Linked DNA regions of Mus musculus: region 1 is linked to region 2. Evidence: chromatin contacts called from public HiChIP or PLAC-seq data. All regions are on one chromosome and are shown on one strand. The core of a region is the stretch at or near the end of the contact, and the rest is flanking DNA. Distances in the headings are between cores, read along the strand shown.

What was found. HiChIP or PLAC-seq counts read pairs in DNA pulled down with a chosen protein or histone mark.
Region 1: an HNF4G HiChIP or PLAC-seq map of pancreatic cancer cells shows a contact between it and region 2. The contact joins two enhancer-like sites. A contact is called at or near these places in 2 of 39 promoter capture datasets (both in the HPC-7 cell line) and 1 of 115 datasets of contacts at active chromatin or transcription factors (pancreatic cancer cells).

The regions. Positions count from the first base shown.
Region 1 is chr17:12,722,952-12,725,902 of GRCm38.p6, forward strand. It overlaps Igf2r (insulin-like growth factor 2 receptor), which reads right to left. Exons shown (of 48, transcript NM_010515.2): 10 at 2,364-2,467. Among named protein-coding and RNA genes, the nearest start is that of Airn, 17 kb to the right of the region's middle. Within about 2 kb of position 1,575, at least 149 of the 459 cell types and tissues checked have an H3K27ac peak or open chromatin away from gene starts, as enhancers often do. A contact at or near this core is called in pancreatic cancer cells, where this site is marked.
Region 2 is chr17:12,362,791-12,365,509 of GRCm38.p6, forward strand. All of the region lies in intron 1 of Gm41527 (a long non-coding RNA gene), which reads right to left. Among named protein-coding and RNA genes, the nearest start is that of Gm41527, 6.2 kb to the right of the region's middle. Within about 2 kb of position 1,436, at least 91 of the 459 cell types and tissues checked have an H3K27ac peak or open chromatin away from gene starts, as enhancers often do. A contact at or near this core is called in pancreatic cancer cells, where this site is marked.

The sequences.
Region 1 (2,951 bases), core at 325-2,824, 360 kb after region 2:
GGCTGCACCTCCCATGTGTCTGCCTGTATCTTTGAGGTGTGTCTGAGCAGTTTCATGTTCTAAGGAAAGGGGAAATTAGGTTTTATAGCCAAAAGCAAATGAGTTCTCAAGTGTAATTTCTATAAAGTCTTGAACTAAATCACTAGGATTGGACGACCAAAAGCAAACTCATCCCAAGTGGAATATGAGCCAGACAGTAACAGTTAAAGCAAAACAAATGTGGAAAAACATTAATGATTGTTTTAGAGCCATGGTTCTCAACCTTCCTAATGCTGTTACTCCTTAATACAGTTCCTCATGTTCTGACCCCAACCATAAAATTATTCCGTTGCTACTTTGTAACTGTAATTTTGCTGCTGTTATGACTGTAATGTAAATATCTGCTCTGCAGGGTACTGATGTGTGACGCTTGTGAAAGGGTCATGACACACAGGTTGAGAACCACGGTTATAGAGACAACTGTATAAACTTCATTATAATGTTCTTCCTACTTGCATATCTGAAAACTTTTGTAATAAAAAGTTAAGATGAAAAACAAAAGGCTTTTGCATTAAATTCCAATCTTAACTCAGTGGACTTTAGTTCCACGTTGTCATGGTCTCAACAATAAATAAGTCTATCAATCTTCTATCCTCTGACCTGTCCTCTCCTGGTTTATCAATCCACCTTCCCAGCGTCCCAAAACGAGCCCTCAGCTCAAGCTTTAGTAAAAGCCCTGAGCAAGACTACAGGAAGCAAAGTTGAGGCAGAAAAGACTTGGGGAGTCACAGCACCTGACAGTGACTCAAGCAGCAAGAGAGACCAGATCAGAGAAGCTAGCACCCAGCCTGGTGTCCGCTGGCTGAGGACACAGAAGCAACAGCAGGCTTTGTGGCCCAGGGACAGAACAGGATCCAGAATTCCAAGCAAGTCGCCTAAGGCCCATTCCAAAGAAGTGAGCAGAAGGAAACTGGATGTGGGTGTGGAGAGGCACCCAACAAAAAGTCTATTTTCTCACTCAGCCAGGGGCACATTACAGCCATACAGAGATGGCTTCACCCTACGGAAGATGGGAGTGAGCTTCCCTACAGTACACGCGCTTCACCATCGGGCAGCTAAAGCAACATCTCCTCTGGCCATCTGTCCCTTGGCTACCCCAGTACCAGCTCCCCCTGTCCACAACCACACTGACCTGAATGACCTAGAACTCCAGATAACAAAACTCTGCAGTCAGTGTTTCTGCCTTAGCACTATACCCTGTGCTCAGCCATAAAAACCCTTATCTCTGTTTCTAGCCTGTGAACTCCCAGGGAGCCATCTGTCACCATCAGGACCCTGTGGAGAGTGCCTTAGCAAACAGGCATGAAAGCATGCAAGCTCTGTAAGTGATAAGAAAGAGTCAATGGAAAAAGAAGGCCCCAGTAAGCCACAGCCCTCAGGGTCCTCTGAGTCTTGTGGTTCAGAGCCCCCTAGTCCAGCTCCTAACCTACCCTCTGCTTAAAAACTAGCAAGTTTGTGAGAACTTAACTCTAGGCACAGTGGTTGCTTCCAGATCCTACTATGAATCACACAGGAACTGGACCATGATCAAATCGTCCAAGGTTGACCATAGAAACATACAAAACAAACACACTCAAGGGCAACAGGCAATGAGAGCTTGGGCCAATTGCATACAAATGAAAATGGAAACCAGGCCCAGCCACAGGATGAGAGCCTAGTGCAGAAGCAAGTCAGCCAGGGGTGCCTGAGACAGAGCCAAAGGAGCTTAAACAAGACAGATCTCTAACTTTATCATCCCTCTACAGGTGCCAGGAATACCTAATATCAGGACATGAAAAGTAGACAAGCCAGTGACTCAGGGGTGCTTCTAGTCACCCAAAGGAAGGCATGACCTCAGCTTGGACTCTTCCAGTAACATCCCAAGATTTCCAAATTCAAACTCTACCACTCCATCACTCTGAAAAGATTGTTAAATGAGAAGGTGGACACACTTGAAGCTGCTGGTTGAAGCCAAAGCCGCCTCCACCGGGCCTCCCTCCTCTGCTGAGTGTGCCTGAAGCAGAGTCCAAGACACAGACTCTCCCAGCAAACCCAGGGCTGGGCAGATTCCCAAAACAAACATGGAGAGCAGAGAAAGATGGAAACAGGATGTATGTATGCATCCTGGAGGGGAAGAGAAGGGAGAGGATTACTGCAACAGAAAACCCTGAGGACTGAAGGTGGCCAGGCCCAAAGGCAGCCAACTCACTCCCTACTCAGCACCCCACTTCCAGGAAGACACCTGGGTACACACACAAGCCACTAACACAAAGCAGGGGTGGGCAGTGCACACACACACAAAGCAGGGGTGGGCAGCACACACTCACACACACACACACACTCACCTGCAGTTTTGTTGCACTCAAAGTTTATGACACTCATCCTCTGGAAGCCAGAGCTACACTCATCACCTCCAGAATAGATGAGGGTGAGGTCTCCATCTGAGTACCTAGGTTGTGAACATACAGTGTTTTATAGAACCAAGAAAAAATTTGAAGTTTAAAAAACTGCTTTGTTAAGCCTTTTGCATACCACCCACAAATCACTACTGACATAAAACAGCAGGCTCCGTAGCCAGCTGGGCAGCACCCTGCGGAAATGAGTTCCAAATGCTCAGGCTGCTGGCCTTGCTGTAAAGTAACGGCCTGGAGGGAAGGCAGCCACTCTGCTGGCAAGCAGAGCTGCTCTTGCTGTCACTCTGGGACTTTATACAACATAAATAATGCCAGTCAGACAGCCTGGCTAGCAACGTCCAAAACCACCATCTACAAGATTTGGTCTAAGACTCAATTTCAGAAAACTGTCTCTTGTTCCTAGTTTTGTGAAGCCAACTAGCAGCTTAAGGTTCTAAGAATTACAGTAGGGTTTTAGCTTTTTAAACTTGTGCATAATTCTAATAGTATTTCAGATTCCCAAATTGCCAAAGGGGGGGG
Region 2 (2,719 bases), core at 186-2,685:
TCTGATCTATCTAGCCTCTCCACTGCTGCCCTTCCTTCCTTCCTTCCTTCCTTCCTTCCTTCCTTCCTTCCTTCCTTCCTTCCTTCCCTCAAGCTGAGCTCAGTGGAGCCAGTCAGCCACAGACTCAACCCTCTGAACCTGGGGTCAGAACAAATCCATCAAGTTGGGTTTTCCTCACCTATTTTGTCACCGCGATGGAAAATTAACTAATGTGCCTTTTAACCACTTTTGGCCCTTACTGTAAAAATTTTAAAGGCAGAGTATTTCTCAAGGTTAATTAACATTCTTGGAAGAGGTTGGAGGCTCATTCATTCATTTCAACACAACCAATTCATTCCTTATACTACTGGATCAATGAGAAGAGCCACCCTCAATGGGCGATGTCCCAAGAAAGAAGTGACTGCCCCCTCAGGCCACCACCCTCAGTCTACCATGGAGGCTTCTCTATGCTTTATATGTTTTTTTTTTTTACACAGTGTGTATCTGTGCATGTGTGTGACTGTGTTGTATATGGGTGGGAGCACATGTGTATGTAAACAAAGCATGTTTGGAGGCCCAAGAGTAATGGCTGGAGGCTTCCTTAACTGCTCCCCACCTTGCTTTTTGATCAAGATGTCTTAGTCATAGTTCTACTTCTGTGAACAGACACCATGACCAAGGCAAGTCTTATAAAGACAACATTCAATTGGGGCTGGCTTACAGGTTCAGAGGTTCAGTCCATTATCATTAAGGCAGGAGCAAGGCAGCATCCAGGCAGGCTTGGTACAGGAGGAGCTGAGAGTTCTACATCTTCATCTGAAAGCTGCTAGTTTAAGACTCACTTCCAGGCAGCTAGCACTAGGGTATTTAAGCCCACACCCACAGTGTCACACCTACTCCAACAAGGCCACACTTCCTAATAGTGCCACTCCCTGGACAAAGCATATACAAACCATCACACAAGGTCTCTCACTCACACCCAGAGCTTCCTGGGTTGGTCAGTCTGGCTAGCCAGCTTGCGCCCGGGATCTCCTGTCTTTTGGCTTCTGAGACTGGAGTTGGAAGTGACTCACCATGTCTCGCCTGTCATTTACACAGGCTTTGGGACCTGAACTCTGGCTCTCTTGCTTCTGAAGCCAGTATTGTTGAGCCATCTCTCCTGCCCAAGGATCCCCTATTCTTAGAGATGGTTGCTTGAATTCAGGGGCTGTGGTTGGCGGCCCTGTAGATAACATGACAGAATTTCTCTAAGTGTCAATCATTCAGTTTGTTAACGATCACAAAAGAAAGGCTTGGCTATTGAATGATCTGCTGAGCACTCGTGCTTAGGAAACAACAGTCCGGGCAGGTTATGATGTAAGAAGCAGGGGAAATATGGGCACTACACACTCCCTGACCACAAGCAATCTACTTTCAGTTTTGCAGCTAGGGTGATGTGAATTTGATACTCATTCAGTAGAAACTGCCTTTTGAATCATAGTCATTTCCCAGGCTGATGACACCGCACTTTCTCACTCGCTGTATCACACCCCACTTAGATACTGGGTCATGGGGGCAAATAGTACTCTGCTGTACTATGAGATGAGCAAGCGCATTGTTGGTCCATGCTATTTCGGGATGACCTTGGGTTAGGAGTATAACTCCATCCTGGGTGGGGCAGCAGCTATAGTCTCCTTCAGCGTCTCGGCTTCTCTCTGCCTTTCTCTGAAACCCTGGTGGCCACGCCGGGTTCAGCAAATGCTGTGGGCTGTGGGCGTTAGACAGCTTGTGTGGAGACGCATGGTGTCTAGCAGCCGTGCAGTTGGTGGTGCCTGCTGTTTCCTTTAGTCTTTGCAGAGAGATGCTATAGCAGTCACATGACCTCATCCTCCATGGGTGGCCTAGCCCTAGGCTTGCTTCCATTTAGTCTTTAAACTGGCGACTTTGAGAGGGTAGAGCTTGTGACTGGAAGGGATAGAGGTTTTGTTTTTTTTTTGTTTGTTTGTTTTTGTTTTTTTTTGTTTTTTTGGTTTTTTTGAGAACATTGTTAAAAAGCCGATCAGAGCGGGTAATTTTGCAGCACACTACCAAGGAGAAAGCTAGCAGATAAAATCTCCGATGACAGGGGAAATAAAATCCAAATAACAATGAGAAAAAAATTGTGTTGCATAGAATGATTCTAGATGAGAAAAGAATTGGGATCCTGGCCAAAGAAGCAGTAGCAACAAGTATAACAAACATTCTGAGGTCACTCATGGCTGTTAATACATAGCCAGGATAATATGTGACATTACAGTCATGGATAGTAACATATAGCCAGGATACTATGTGACATTACAATCATGGATAGTAACATATAGCCAGGATAATATGTGACATTACAGTCATGGATAGTAACAGATAGCCAGGATACTATGTGACATTATAGTCACGGATAGTAACATATAGCCAGGATACTATGTGACATTACAGTCATGGATAGTAACATACAGCGGGTATTAACAAACAGCTAGCATACTACATGATATTAAGAACTTTTTTCTTTTCTTCCTTCCTTCCTTCCTTTCTTTCTTTCTTTCTTTCTTTCTTTTTTATTTTAAGATTTGTTTTGTTTTTAAATTGTATGTGGTGTGTACGTGTGTGTGATCAGGTACCTGCCAAAAAGGCTAGAAGAAGGTGTCTGATCATCTGGGCTGGAGCAACAGGTAGATGTGAGCCCCTAAATTGAATGCTGGGAATGAAACATGTAACATGTGCCCCC